Regions from separate parts of the Mus musculus genome. Here regions 1, 3 and 4 are each linked to region 2. A link is a contact called in public Hi-C, HiChIP or PLAC-seq and Micro-C data. All regions are on one chromosome and are shown on one strand. The core of a region is the stretch at or near the end of the contact, and the rest is flanking DNA. Distances in the headings are between cores, read along the strand shown.

Region 1 (2,833 bases), core at 83-2,582, 190 kb after region 2:
TCTGAAAATAGTCATTTACTCTGAAGTCTTCGGAGCAGAGTTTTTTTTTTTTTTTTTTTTTTTTTTTTTTTAGAAACAAAGGGTCTGAATTAAAATATTTTAGTTAGTGGCATGGTAGGCTCTAATTTTAGGATCCAGGCAGAGTCACTCCACTGAAGGCTGCAATGGCTTCTATAGGTTTCTGGGGGGTTTTTTTGTTTTGTTTTGTTTTTTCTCTTTTTTTTTTTTTCTTTCCCTTTCCCTAATGCTCCATGGGCCTGCTTCTCACCATGATTTAGGAACCTGGTTCTTTTTAAAATTCAGACTAAGAGCTGTGCTCTTTCTGAGTGATCTGTCACAGTGGAAGCAAGACGCTCGGAGTTGTGCCGAGCTGTCTGTCGTTCCTTCATCTTGAGGTACAAATTTCTTGGCTCCCCCAGAGATCTTCTCAGACTTTCTATGAGTGTTCACTGCGGGAGAAATGGGATCGAGCGGGTCATAAAAGCAGATCCCATGTAGCTTAAGGTGTGCACGCAGCAAGTTGAGGTTATCAGGAGTCTGTTTAACAGGCCACAGGCCAGCCTGTATCCGTGACTCTTCCAAGAGCCTCAGTTGGCCCAGACAAACATCGCTGCCAGCTGTGAGACCAGAGACCTCAAGACAGCTGGGGTCTGTGCAGAACAGGAGGGTGAACACTTAGAAATGTGCCTGCCCTCGGGTCACCCCAGTCACTGGCTACCCTGCAGCTAGAAGGAACAAGGCCCAAAGTGGGTTGAGTTGGGGAACACTGAGGTGTGAGCTGAATTCCTGATTGGCCTCTGGATTCTCCAGTGTTCTTCTGTTCTAATGGCTAAACATTTGGGTTCTGCAAATGGCACCTTTTGTCGGCTGTCACAGTGGTGGTTTCCCACCATGATGCTGTGGGTGTAGTAATTGGTTTTCTATTTTGTAACCTCTTAAGTATGTGGGAGACACTGGAAGGTAGCAGGGTATGAGAGGAGCTGAGCTGGGTGTGTTCTTTGTCCTGTATAAGCAGGCCATGTGTGGGAACAGGAACGAGGTGAGTGTACTCTGGTAGATATTGTGGGTTTTGAGCCAATAGAGAACAGAAAGTGTCACTGGGTGCTGTCTGGAGGAGATGAGAGTTGAATGAAGTTTTAAATATAAGTTAAGAGAAAAGGCATGGGTTGACATAGTTCTTCATAGTACACAGCAAACAGAAGGACCACAGCAGTTTGCCTCACCTTCTACCACTTATGGGAGGAAGTTGACGGAAGCACTCCATTTCCCAGCAGTGAGGGCTGGCTTTGACCAGTAGGCAGTAGGGTTGTTAGCTCTCCAAGGTCATCAAGCAGAATGTCCACGTCCATAGTCACTGTCATTCAAAGCAGTCACACATGCCAGTTTCCCTAGTGTGCGCTAGTCCTTGACCTGTTGCCAGGTGTCCCCTGACCATCTGACACCGGCAGAGTCCTGTGGTGAACTGCTTTGCCACCCGAATGGATCCCATGGCAATACACAAAGTTTGTATCGCATTAGACAAATATGGAGGTTTGAGAGAGTTTGTTTGAGGTTTTTTTTTAGGGGTGGGGGTTTCCACAGACAACAATGTGAAGTCAGAAGATAACTTACAGGAGTTGGTGTTTTCCTTCCCTTATGGAGACCCTGGGGATCAAACTCTTGCATCAGGCTCTGTGACGGGCACCTTTGCCCGCTGAGTCATCTTCCTGGCCCAGTTTTATTTACTTTATGCATGCCGTCGGCGCCCAGCCTGAGTGTCGTCCTCTTGAGGCACGCAGATAAGCTCTGAATCAGTGTGGAGTGGAGATAAATGCTTGTCTGCTGTGGGTAACACACTATCGAGGTTGGGTTCGGCCTTTGGATGTGCCTTGGTGTGGGGGATGGGAGGAGGGAGATTCCGTGGGACAGAAACCATAGCACCGGCTCAGCAGCACCCTGAGCAGAGAGGATGGGGTTCAGGAAGAGTGTACAGAAGTAGGCTAGTCAGGGGCTCACCTAGAATCTCCACTGAACTCCAACAAGGCATGAGTGGCTGGGGCTGGCCTCTAGCCTGGCCTCAGTCTCCAAATCTGTTGTCCTAAACTACACACGACTGCGTTCACTGGCTTGAAGGAAGTGCAAGGGGAGCATTGGTTCCTTCCTGTGTCCTACACCTCTTTCCATCACACCTCTACATACACTCTCGGGGACCCAGGGCAGAGGGCCTGGGGCCAGGGTATATAGTTGCTGTCCTGAGAATGGTGTTCCCAGCCTGTTAACCATCTCTCGCTGACTCTAGCTAACCTCTTCCTTCTGCCTCTTCTTTTCTGCTAACCCTTGCTGACCTGTCCAGATCAACTCTACCATCAACTCGAGCAAAACCGCCGCCTAACTAACGAGCTAAAGCTGGCCCTGAATGAGGATTAAAAACTTGGGCCATGTTCTAGGAATGGAGTCCATGTCCAGAAAATCTGTGACTCACGGGGTTAGAAAAGGATAACTACCTGGAGAAATGGGAAGGAAGGGCATTGGCTGGAGGGCTGCCTGCCTGGCCCGTGTTTCCCTTTGTATAGCTTCATTAAATCCTCAATAACCAAGGAGTTTTTACAATATATTATGTATATGTAAAGATATTTATACCAATCAATTCAGCTCTTCCTGCAGCAGCAGGTCCTCCTTGAACTGATTGATAATGAGGACTCCTCCTCCCCCCCGCCCCCCCCCAAAAAAGGAAAAAAATGTCTATTTCCTCTAAACAGCTGTGAGTCCTGCTTTAAATATCTCTTACAACTTTGTATTCCTAACATCTTCATAACCTGTGTAGTTGTTTGAAATGTTATTCAATGTACCTATG
Region 2 (3,063 bases), core at 87-2,586:
GATGTGGGGGTTGGGAGAGAGGAAAGACCACAGGACCATTCCATTCCATATATGTTTGTGGCAGGAAGGGGGCATCCAGAGGTCACTGACTAAGAACCTTCCTCTCTGCTGCTCAGCCAGTGATGTCTTCCAAATGATGCTCCCAGAATCCTACTTTGCCCCCCCTTTTTTTGACCATGACATCTTTAAAAAGTTGTGTGTGTGTGTGTATGAGAGAGAGAGAGAGAGAGAGAGAGAGAGAGAGAGAGAGAGAGAGAGAGAATGAATATGTTTAAACACACCACAGAGGCCAGAGAGCACAGGATTCCTTGGAACTGTAATTGCAGGTAGTTGGTGGTTGAGTGCTGCCTTACAAGAGTGCTTACAGGAAACAAATCTGGGTCCTCTGGAACACCTGTGTGCCATGGTAACTATGTGTCTGAGAGACATTCCCCTGGGCATTGTCATTTAAACATCTTTGCCCTGAACACAACAGAATTGCTTGCGCCATTTCCCCCAGAGTAAGAAAGCCTCTGGCATTGTGTTCCAGGGTGGACTGGGGCAAGGACAGGATGGTCTGTCCAGGGGCATTACCTAAGAAGGTCAGTACAAGGCCCAAACCCTTGGGACCATATTTAGAATTCCCCTTCAATTCTGGCTTCAGGAATTCTACAGCTTGGAAAAGGAAGTTTGGTTCTCCTCTGCTCCGAACTGTGCTGCAGAAATGCTCCAGGTTTCATCAGAAGGCTGATCCTCTTCCATAGGCGTGTGGGGCTTGGGTGACCCAAGGTGTAAAGAGATCCAGAGCAAAGCTGGTGGCTCTGTGCTCCCAGCACTCTGATGTTATAGGGATCGTTAGAGAAGCAGGAAGGAAGACGGAGGGCTGTCGTTACTTCAGCACCCGGGTCTGTAGAAAACATTACTTTCCTCCAAGACCTTAGGCTCTGGAGAAGTCAGTCCCACTTCCACTTGCTAGAAGGACCCAGAGTTTCAGAGAGGGACAGGAACTCAAGCTGCCCAGGAGATGGCTGGAGCTGCCCATCAAAGGCAGCCAGGGAAGCAATTGGCCAAGGTCGAGCTTTTAGCAGCAGTGGAGGATGTTTGGAGCTGTGGGGAGGGGGAGGAGAGAAAAATCATAAAAGGCTAAAACTGTAAAGTGTAGAAACGGAGATTGACAGTGCTAAAATGTAGAGTGTGGAGCTTCATCCCAAAGGGGAGAAGAGAGACGCGCAGGGGATCTCGCACCAGTGCAACTTTGCCCCACGATCTTCAGACATGCAGGCTTGACTTGTCAGGACAGCCCTGCCCCATGTCTTAGAAGGTAGCCATGTTTGCAGCCAGCAGCACAGTTGGCCAGCACCAGGCTGTTCCACAGGGGGCAGTGTGGTTCCATGGGACATTAGTAGAGTGTCCCTGTCTCTCTGGAGGGAAAAAAGTTTCTAGGAAAAATTTAAGAAGCAAAGTGTAGGTGAATATCTTTGTGTGTCTCTGGAACTTCTTGAGGGCTTGAAGACATCTGTGTGTGTCCAATATCTCCAGAGACCGTGGAATCCATGCTATCACACCAGTATTTTTATCCTTGGGGATTTTTTGGTTGGTGTTGTTTTAATTATTGTATGATCTAGGGACAAATGCTTTTGCAACCACACCTTGAATTCATCAGAGTCCTACTCTAAAATATCACTAGAATTATTACCTGCCTATGTTTCATCTTTGAGATAGCCTCTTCTAGGCCACAGGCAGGGGTCACATCGTGTTGCATGTAACCTCACCAGCTTCCAAAGCTATGAAATGGCTTAGACAGGATGGATTTAGTTTGTTGGTGACCAGTGTTTGAGGGCCCTCTGGTTTGAACTTTGAACACGCAACATAAGACTGTGCGTAAACAGTTACTGCCCACCACAGCTGTCTTGTCTTCCTTATTCACCTATACAGCCCCACCCTAGCTGTCCAAAACAGCTCCTCCAAAGAGTGCTTTGCTAGGAGTCCCTTCCGAACACAGCTTCGAAGAAACACAATTTGATCCTTAATATACTGGCACCTCTTTGTCAACTCTCACCACTGACAAAGCTGGAAGCTAGGGTCTATTAATGTTCCTATGGCTGTAACTAAACACTATGACCAACAGCAAATTAGGGAGCAAAGAGTTCTTTCCCTTTCACTTCTGGATCACAGTTCATCATCAAGAAGTCAGGGCAGAAACTCAGGAAAGGAATCTAGAGTCAGGAGCTGAAGCAGAGGCCATGGAGGAGAGCTGCTACTGGCTTGCTCCCCGTGGCTTGTTCGGCCTGCTTTCTTATAGTGTTCTGGATTACTAGCTTAGGATGGCAGTGCCCACAGTGAGCTAAGCCCTCCTCCATCAATTATATATCAAGAAATGCCCTATAAGTCTTCCCTATGGACCAATCATATGAAAGTATTTTCTCACTTAAGATTCTTTCTTCCCAGTGAGCCTAGCTTGTGTCAAGCTGACATAAAAAAATAGCCAGTACAGGATCCAACCCAAAGAAAGTTGTTACTGAAATAGAGAAAAGACTTCTGATGGTGTGACCTGGTCCCTAGAAGACGGTGCTCATGGCCTGGACCCACAAAGGGCCGTCTAGAAGAAAAACGGGGAGACAGAGAGAAAGGTTTCTTTAATAAACCGTGCAGGCACCTGGGCCATAGGCACTTGCAGTTCAACACCTCAGGCTTTCTTCCTTCAATGTCTGGAGACAAAGGAAGGAAGCAAAAAGAACACGTAAGAGCTTTGGGCTTCAGAGAAGTGACTTTGAGCAAGTTGCTTTCAAGACCGCTAGGAATCCATGATGAAGAGTTCTACTTAACTCCCCAGTTCCTTTCAAAATGGAGCAGTGCTAACTGGGGAGTTGACTGGAAGCTACAGGTGCTCTGGGTCAAGGAAGGTCTCGTTCCTCCTACTGGTGGGTGTTTGGCTGTGGACTTTACGTACACCCTGGTTCTTCTGAGGGGAGAAGAAATATCTGCTGGCGGTGTTGGACTCTCTCCCACAGCAGTGATGAATGGAAGTTCCAGCTTTAGCCTCAGGATTGAGTCTATCCCGAAGATGGCAGAGGGAAAACAGTC
Region 3 (2,919 bases), core at 119-2,618, 140 kb after region 2:
GTAATTGTTGCCTTCTCCCATAACACCTCCTTTCTGCCCCATCTCCAATTGTTGTGTCACAAGTCACTGGTTTACCCATCCTGGTTGGCAAGTTGGCTCCTCTCTAGGAGGCAGCCTGTGGGGTTCTCAGAACATGGTAACTAAGCTTTCCCAACTGCTTATTCAGGAGACCAGAGAAGACGGTTCAATGCCTCTAGGCCTAGCTTTAGCAGTCACACATTACCTTGTTCACTGCATCTCCTGTCCTGGTGCCTCAACCTTGATTCAGTGTGGGAAGGGACTATCCAAGGATAAGATATGATCAACAAGGACCACTCAATTCATGCTATGGACCCCTCTGTATCTTTCTAAAGCACTAATGTGGAGACCTGGGATATAGTTCCATCAGTAGACTGCTTGCCCAACATGCATGAGGCCCTGTGCTCAACCTCCAGCACTAAATAAAGGCAGATGTGGTAGTACACTTCTGTAATTCCATCAGGGCCAGAAAAATCAGAAGCTCAAGATTAGCTGTGACTGGTGGTATCACAGGCCTTTAGATGTATCTCTGTGACTGTCCTGGAACTCACTCTGTAGACCAGGCTGGCCTCAAACTTGCAGAGGTCCACCTGCCTCTCCTCCCGAGTCCTAGAATTAAAGGCATGAATGACCATGCCTGGCTCACTAATTATCCGGTTTGTTTTTTTTTAATTTTGCGCACGCTCACATGATGGAGCTGCCTGTGTGTCGTGAACAGCTTTGTGGGTTGTTTTTCTCCTTCCTTCTTCATGTGGATTCTGGGGAGGAGGGGTTGATAGGTACACACAAGCCTTTACAGGGGTTCTAGGGATCCAAGACGTGCACAGCAAGCCCCTTTACTATTGAGCCCCTGCAGGTCCTAACTTAGACTACTAGCAGCTGAACAGTAGTAGCAGAGTGTATGCTGTCTTTAGCAGAGAGCTTTGTGCTTTTTCTGCACCTAGCAGGATGCCTAGGAATGAATCAGAGTTTGCAAAATACTGTTATATTGTTAGCACAGAACACGGCTGCAGACCCTGGCCACCAACACCCAGAATGCCAAATAAGGTGATGGTGTGGGGTGGGAGGTGGGGGAACAGTGAAAAGCTGGGCTCCTCTCAGTACTAGGGGAAGTGACTAAGAAAGGCAGTTTACAGATAGCAACGTATCAGTCTGCAAAGCCCAAGTGTCCTTCCCAGCCAGGTCAGAGAAGTAGGACTCAGGTGTAAGACACAAAGCACAGCCCCAGCTTGTCTGTGGTGCGGAAGGCTGGTACTATGTCCACAGATGTTTCAGGTCACTGGAGCCAGGTCTCAGGTTACACTCCTTCTCTCCCTCAGCTTCTAAGGGAAGGACTTGCTCCAGTGCACAGCAGTTACCACAGCCCCATTAGTGTGGGAAATACTTGCCAGAGAGCGTCACCTTCCAGGAGGAGCAAGGTCTTCATTTCATTTGTTCCAAGACTATTTTAGCTTCACAGGGTTCCTTAATCCTCCCTCCCTCCCTCCCCCCACTCCTCCCGGGTCAGCTCAAAAGCCTGCAATCCTTCCACACACACCCAGTATTCCTTTTAAGTTTAGCAGTTGACCTAACAACAGTGTCTCCTTGCAACCTCCTTGCAAGTGCCCAGTATCTGCTGCCTGCCTTATCTGAGTGTCAACACTGTGAGGCAGGACAAGGAGAGGTCGGGTTTAGATATCTACTGAGTACTTAGTGATAGAAAGACAGCAGCAGCTGACACTGTGCTTAACGCTTTGTGAGCAAACCACAGAACGACCACTACGTGGCCAGGTGAGTTAACTAAGGCTTAAAGGTATGAAAACGCGTTGTGGCCTCAAAGGTATAAAAATGTGTTGGGGCCTCGGGATGAGAATAGCATTAGTGCTGTGTGTCTGGTCGTATTAAACATCCACCCTAGTGAGTAACCACAGGCAGGCGCCAGGAAAACACTTCACATCTCTTGTCTTGTGTCTATGAATCAAAAGGAAACTGTCTCCAAAGTGCCTCAGAGGTTTGTGGTTTGTGCCATTGCCAATAATAAAGATGGACCCCCCTCCTCCTTTACAAGCTGGATAACATTTGAGAAAAAAGAGGGCCTGAAAAGATGGTTCAACAGCTAAGAAGAGCTCATACTGTACTTCCGGAGGACTGGCATTCCGGAGGATGTAGCTGTAAGTCTAACTCCAGAAGTGCAGCATCTTCTTCTGGCCTCTGAGTAGCTATGTTCACCTCCCACTCACCCCACATCCATAATTAAAAATTTAAAATAAGTCTTTGGGAAGAAATTTGAATACTGGGTGGTGGTAGACTTAAGTCCTAGAACTTGGGAGGCAGAAGCAGGTGGATCTCTGTAAGTTCAAGGCCAGCCTGGTCTACAAAATGAGTTCTAGGACAGGGCTACATACAGAAAAATTCTGCCTTGAAAAAGAAAAGGCAGAGAGAGAGGGAGAGAGAGAGAGAGAGAGAGAGAGAGAGAGAGAGAGAGAGAAAGATTTTAGCTAAGAGGGGTGTCTTAGTCAGGATTTCTATTCCTGCACAAACATCATGACCAAGAAGCAAATTGGGGAGGAAAGGGTTTATTCAGATTACACTTCCACATTGTTGTTCATCACTGTCTTAGTTAGGGTTTTACTACTGTGAACAGACACCATGACCAAGGCAAGTCTTATAAAAACAACATTTAGTTGGGGCTGCTTTACAGGTTCAGAGGTTCAGTCCATTATCATCAAGGTAGGAGCATGGCAGCATCCAGGCAGGCATGGTGCAGGAGCAGAGCTGAGTTCTACATCTTCATCCAAAGGCTGCTAGTGGAAGACTGACTTCCAGGCAACTAGGGTGAGGATCTTATGCCCACACCCACAGTGACACACCTACTCCAACCAGGTCACACCTATTCCATCAAGGCCACACCTCCAAATGGTG
Region 4 (2,799 bases), core at 253-2,752, 240 kb after region 2:
GGGCAGAGGAAGCGGAGCTCCATGGGATGTGGGCAGAGGTGATGGGGTAGGAGGAGAGAGCGAGCGGTGACAACTTGAGCTGATCAGGAGTGTGGACAGTCACAAGAAGCAGAAAGGGTTTTGGTCCACATGAATCCACCCATTTTGCTATTTGGCACTTATGACGTGAGGCTCCTACCCTCTGCCACAGACTGGGGGACAGGAGCTCTGTTTTCCAGTGGTGGTTGGAACAAACAGTAACTGCGTTTGGAAACTCTGATCTTTCTCAGGCAGGTATTTTGAAGAAAGATAGGGTCACTCTAGCAACGCAGCCTTGAGCTGTGAGAAACTGTGGAAGAGTTTCCTACTCAGGAAGAGAACTGAGAGTAGCCTGGCTAGAGTTTGCTTCAGAGAACAGGACTGGGTGTGGAAGGGCAGCTGTAGCGCCCAGTGGACCCTGGCCATGTAATAATACTAGCTGCAGCTGCATCCATCGCACCACTGGGAAGCTGATTCACCGCCCACGCCTCTGATCGTAGAACCCTTCAAACCCTCTGACAAGAGAGGAAGGCTGAGAAGGTACATTTCTGGGCCATCACCTGACAACTCTGTAGATTTAGACAAATCCCTTAGCCTCCCTTTACTCCAGTTTCCTCATGGAACTGATGTCAGACAACACAACCAATCTCCAGAGCAGTTACGATGATTAATGTTTGCTAGAATGATTGTCACTGGGCAGGAAGGCGAGTCAAGACATAAAATTCTCCTAAAAGAATGAAAAAAACCCACATCAGGTTTGCTTTTTCCCACTTTTGTGTGTGTGCATGTATATACATGCATATTAGCATTTGCCTGAGAACGTCCCAGACTATGTTGGAAACCATCTATAATTGCGCTTCTAACTTTGGATTGAGGCTGGGTTTCTCAATCCGTTACAGGTAGGCGCCATGCCCACTGGGCATTTTCACCCGGATACTGGGGATTTGAATTCCAGTCCTTGTGTTTGCATGGCAAGTGTTTTAACCACTGTGCATCTCAGTCAAACAAAGGGGCGAGTGTTGTTAACATAGGCATAAGGTGGCAAGAGGGTGTTGCTGTGACAGGAGACTTGTCTAAGGATATCATGTGTGTTGTGAGAGAGAAGAAGCATGGAAAAGGAGAGAGATGAGGAGGAGAAAAGGAAAAGAGAGGCTTGAGGGACAGGTAGAAACTAAAGTGGGAAGGAGAAAGAGGAGAGAATCAGAAATAAAGAGAGGGAAAGAGAAAAGAGGATAGAGGGAGGAATGTGGGATGCGAGAGAAAAAGAAAACAAGAGAGGGAGGTTAGAGCTAAAGGGAGAGAAGAGAGAGGAAAAGGAGAAGATAAAAGAAGGAAGAAAGATATGAAAAAGAGGGAGGGAAAAGAAAGCAAGAAAAGGAGGGGTGGAACCAAAGAGGATTAGTAGCCAGAAGGCTAGAAAGGAGACGAGGACCAGGCGCTCGATGCGCTCGTCGCTCACCCACCCGGCCTTGACTGAGAGGTACTGTAAAGCCCCGCCTCAGCCCCGCCCCCTCGTCCCGCCCGCCGCGGGCCAAGCCGGAGCAAGCTAGGAGGCAGCCGGCTCTGCGGAGGCAACATGTACCGGCTCCTGTCAAGCGTGACAGCTCGGGCTGCGGCCACCGCAGGCCCAGCCTGGGACGGAGGGCGGCGCGGGGCGCACAGGCGACCGGGCCTGCCTGTGCTGGGCCTTGGTTGGGCCGGCGGCCTGGGGCTCGGGCTGGGGCTGGCTCTCGGCGCGAAGCTGGTGGTCGGGCTGCGGGGCGCCGTCCCCATTCAGTCCCCCGCGGACCCCGAGGCGTCCGGCACTACCGAGTTATCGCACGAGCAGGCCCTGAGCCCGGGGAGCCCGCACACGCCTGCGCCGCCAGCAGCCAGGGGCTTCTCCAGAGCCATCGAGAGCAGCCGCGATCTGCTACACCGGATCAAGGTGCGGGCCCAGTGGGCGTCAGGGCGGCGGCTTCCGTTTTTCTGACTGCCTGGCCGCGGGCTGACGCTCTTAGGGCTGCTCAAGTAGCAGCTGAGGTCACCGGTCGCGGAGGGGCCCGCCCCTTCCCCTTTAGAGTCCTGTGCACTCCGACGGCCAGGGCAATCGGAGCAGAACCATTGCCCTCCTGGTGGGCGGGACCGCAGAGTGGGCGGAGTCAGTCTACTTTTGAACCACCAGGGTCTTTCTTTTCTCTTAGGATGAGGTTGGTGCCCCCGGCATCGTGGTTGGAGTTTCTGTAGATGGAAAAGAAGTCTGGTCAGAAGGTGAGTTCAGCAGGTAGCCCATTTTGTTATTGGTAAAATAAAATACTGATGTTTTACAGGTTGGAGTTGCAAAAAGTGGCACATTTGTAGAGACAATGTATCCCTAGAATAATCAGGCTGTTTTATTTATCACTGGAAAGTTTAAAATGTAACTAACTGGGCTAGGAGTATAGCTCAGTGGAAGCTCACTTGCTTAGCCTCCATGTGTGAGGGCAAAATAAAGTAAATAATTAAATTGTGTGACTCAAGTACGTGGATGTGTTCAAAATGCTGTTTCTTCTCCCAGTTTACTCTTAAGAATTGGTCTGAAAATGGAATGTAGAACAATCCATTAAATTACCACTATTACATATTAGATAACCCTTATTAGTAACTAAAATGTCAGTTTCTGCATATTTTTATTCTTTCATTCTGTAATTTTTTTATTCCCCACTTCTGTAAAAGGCACTATACCAAGTATTAAGAATACATGATATCCCTGGTCCTTAATGATTTACAGTTTATTATTACATTTACTAGACAGAGTGTTAC

Evidence for each region. A called contact is a pair of places that touch in the nucleus more often than the background predicts. HiChIP or PLAC-seq counts read pairs in DNA pulled down with a chosen protein or histone mark.
Region 1: a contact with region 2 is called in a Micro-C map of embryonic fibroblasts, with 4 times the contacts expected there. The contact joins two enhancer-like sites. A contact is called at or near these places in 2 of 484 Hi-C or Micro-C datasets (differentiating embryonic stem cells and embryonic fibroblasts), 5 of 115 datasets of contacts at active chromatin or transcription factors (embryonic stem cells, epiblast stem cells, extraembryonic endoderm stem cells and 1 more) and 1 of 9 other capture datasets (pancreatic islet).
Region 3: a contact with region 2 is called in an H3K27ac HiChIP or PLAC-seq map of embryonic fibroblasts, with 18 read pairs. The contact joins two enhancer-like sites. A contact is called at or near these places in 1 of 15 datasets of contacts at CTCF or cohesin (the NIH/3T3 cell line), 3 of 484 Hi-C or Micro-C datasets (the CH12 cell line, cortical neurons and nephron progenitors) and 6 of 115 datasets of contacts at active chromatin or transcription factors (embryonic fibroblasts, embryonic stem cells, epiblast stem cells and 2 more).
Region 4: a contact with region 2 is called in a Hi-C map of embryonic fibroblasts, with 2.8 times the contacts expected there. The contact joins the promoter of Lactb here to the enhancer-like site in region 2. A contact is called at or near these places in 7 of 39 promoter capture datasets (the 3T3-L1 cell line, embryonic stem cells, hippocampal neurons and 3 more), 5 of 484 Hi-C or Micro-C datasets (the C2C12 cell line, embryonic fibroblasts, gonadal supporting cells and 2 more) and 6 of 115 datasets of contacts at active chromatin or transcription factors (embryonic fibroblasts, embryonic stem cells, epiblast stem cells and 1 more).

What each region holds. Positions count from the first base shown.
Region 1 is chr9:67,024,065-67,026,897 of GRCm38.p6, reverse strand. It overlaps a transcript of Tpm1 not described here. Among named protein-coding and RNA genes, the nearest start is that of Gm30639, 13 kb to the right of the region's middle. Within about 2 kb of position 1,332, at least 71 of the 459 cell types and tissues checked have an H3K27ac peak or open chromatin away from gene starts, as enhancers often do. A contact at or near this core is called in embryonic fibroblasts and pancreatic cancer cells, where this site is marked.
Region 2 is chr9:67,211,749-67,214,811 of GRCm38.p6, reverse strand. No RefSeq gene overlaps it. Among named protein-coding and RNA genes, the nearest start is that of Mir190a, 23 kb to the left of the region's middle. Within about 2 kb of position 1,336, at least 44 of the 459 cell types and tissues checked have an H3K27ac peak or open chromatin away from gene starts, as enhancers often do. A contact at or near this core is called in the C2C12 cell line, embryonic fibroblasts, embryonic stem cells and 2 more, where this site is marked.
Region 3 is chr9:67,076,525-67,079,443 of GRCm38.p6, reverse strand. No RefSeq gene overlaps it. Among named protein-coding and RNA genes, the nearest start is that of Gm10646, 24 kb to the left of the region's middle. Within about 2 kb of position 1,368, at least 54 of the 459 cell types and tissues checked have an H3K27ac peak or open chromatin away from gene starts, as enhancers often do. A contact at or near this core is called in embryonic fibroblasts, where this site is marked.
Region 4 is chr9:66,974,187-66,976,985 of GRCm38.p6, reverse strand. It overlaps Lactb (lactamase, beta), which reads left to right and starts at 1,502. Exons shown (of 6, transcript NM_030717.1): 1 at 1,502-1,945; 2 at 2,202-2,268. The coding sequence starts at 1,595.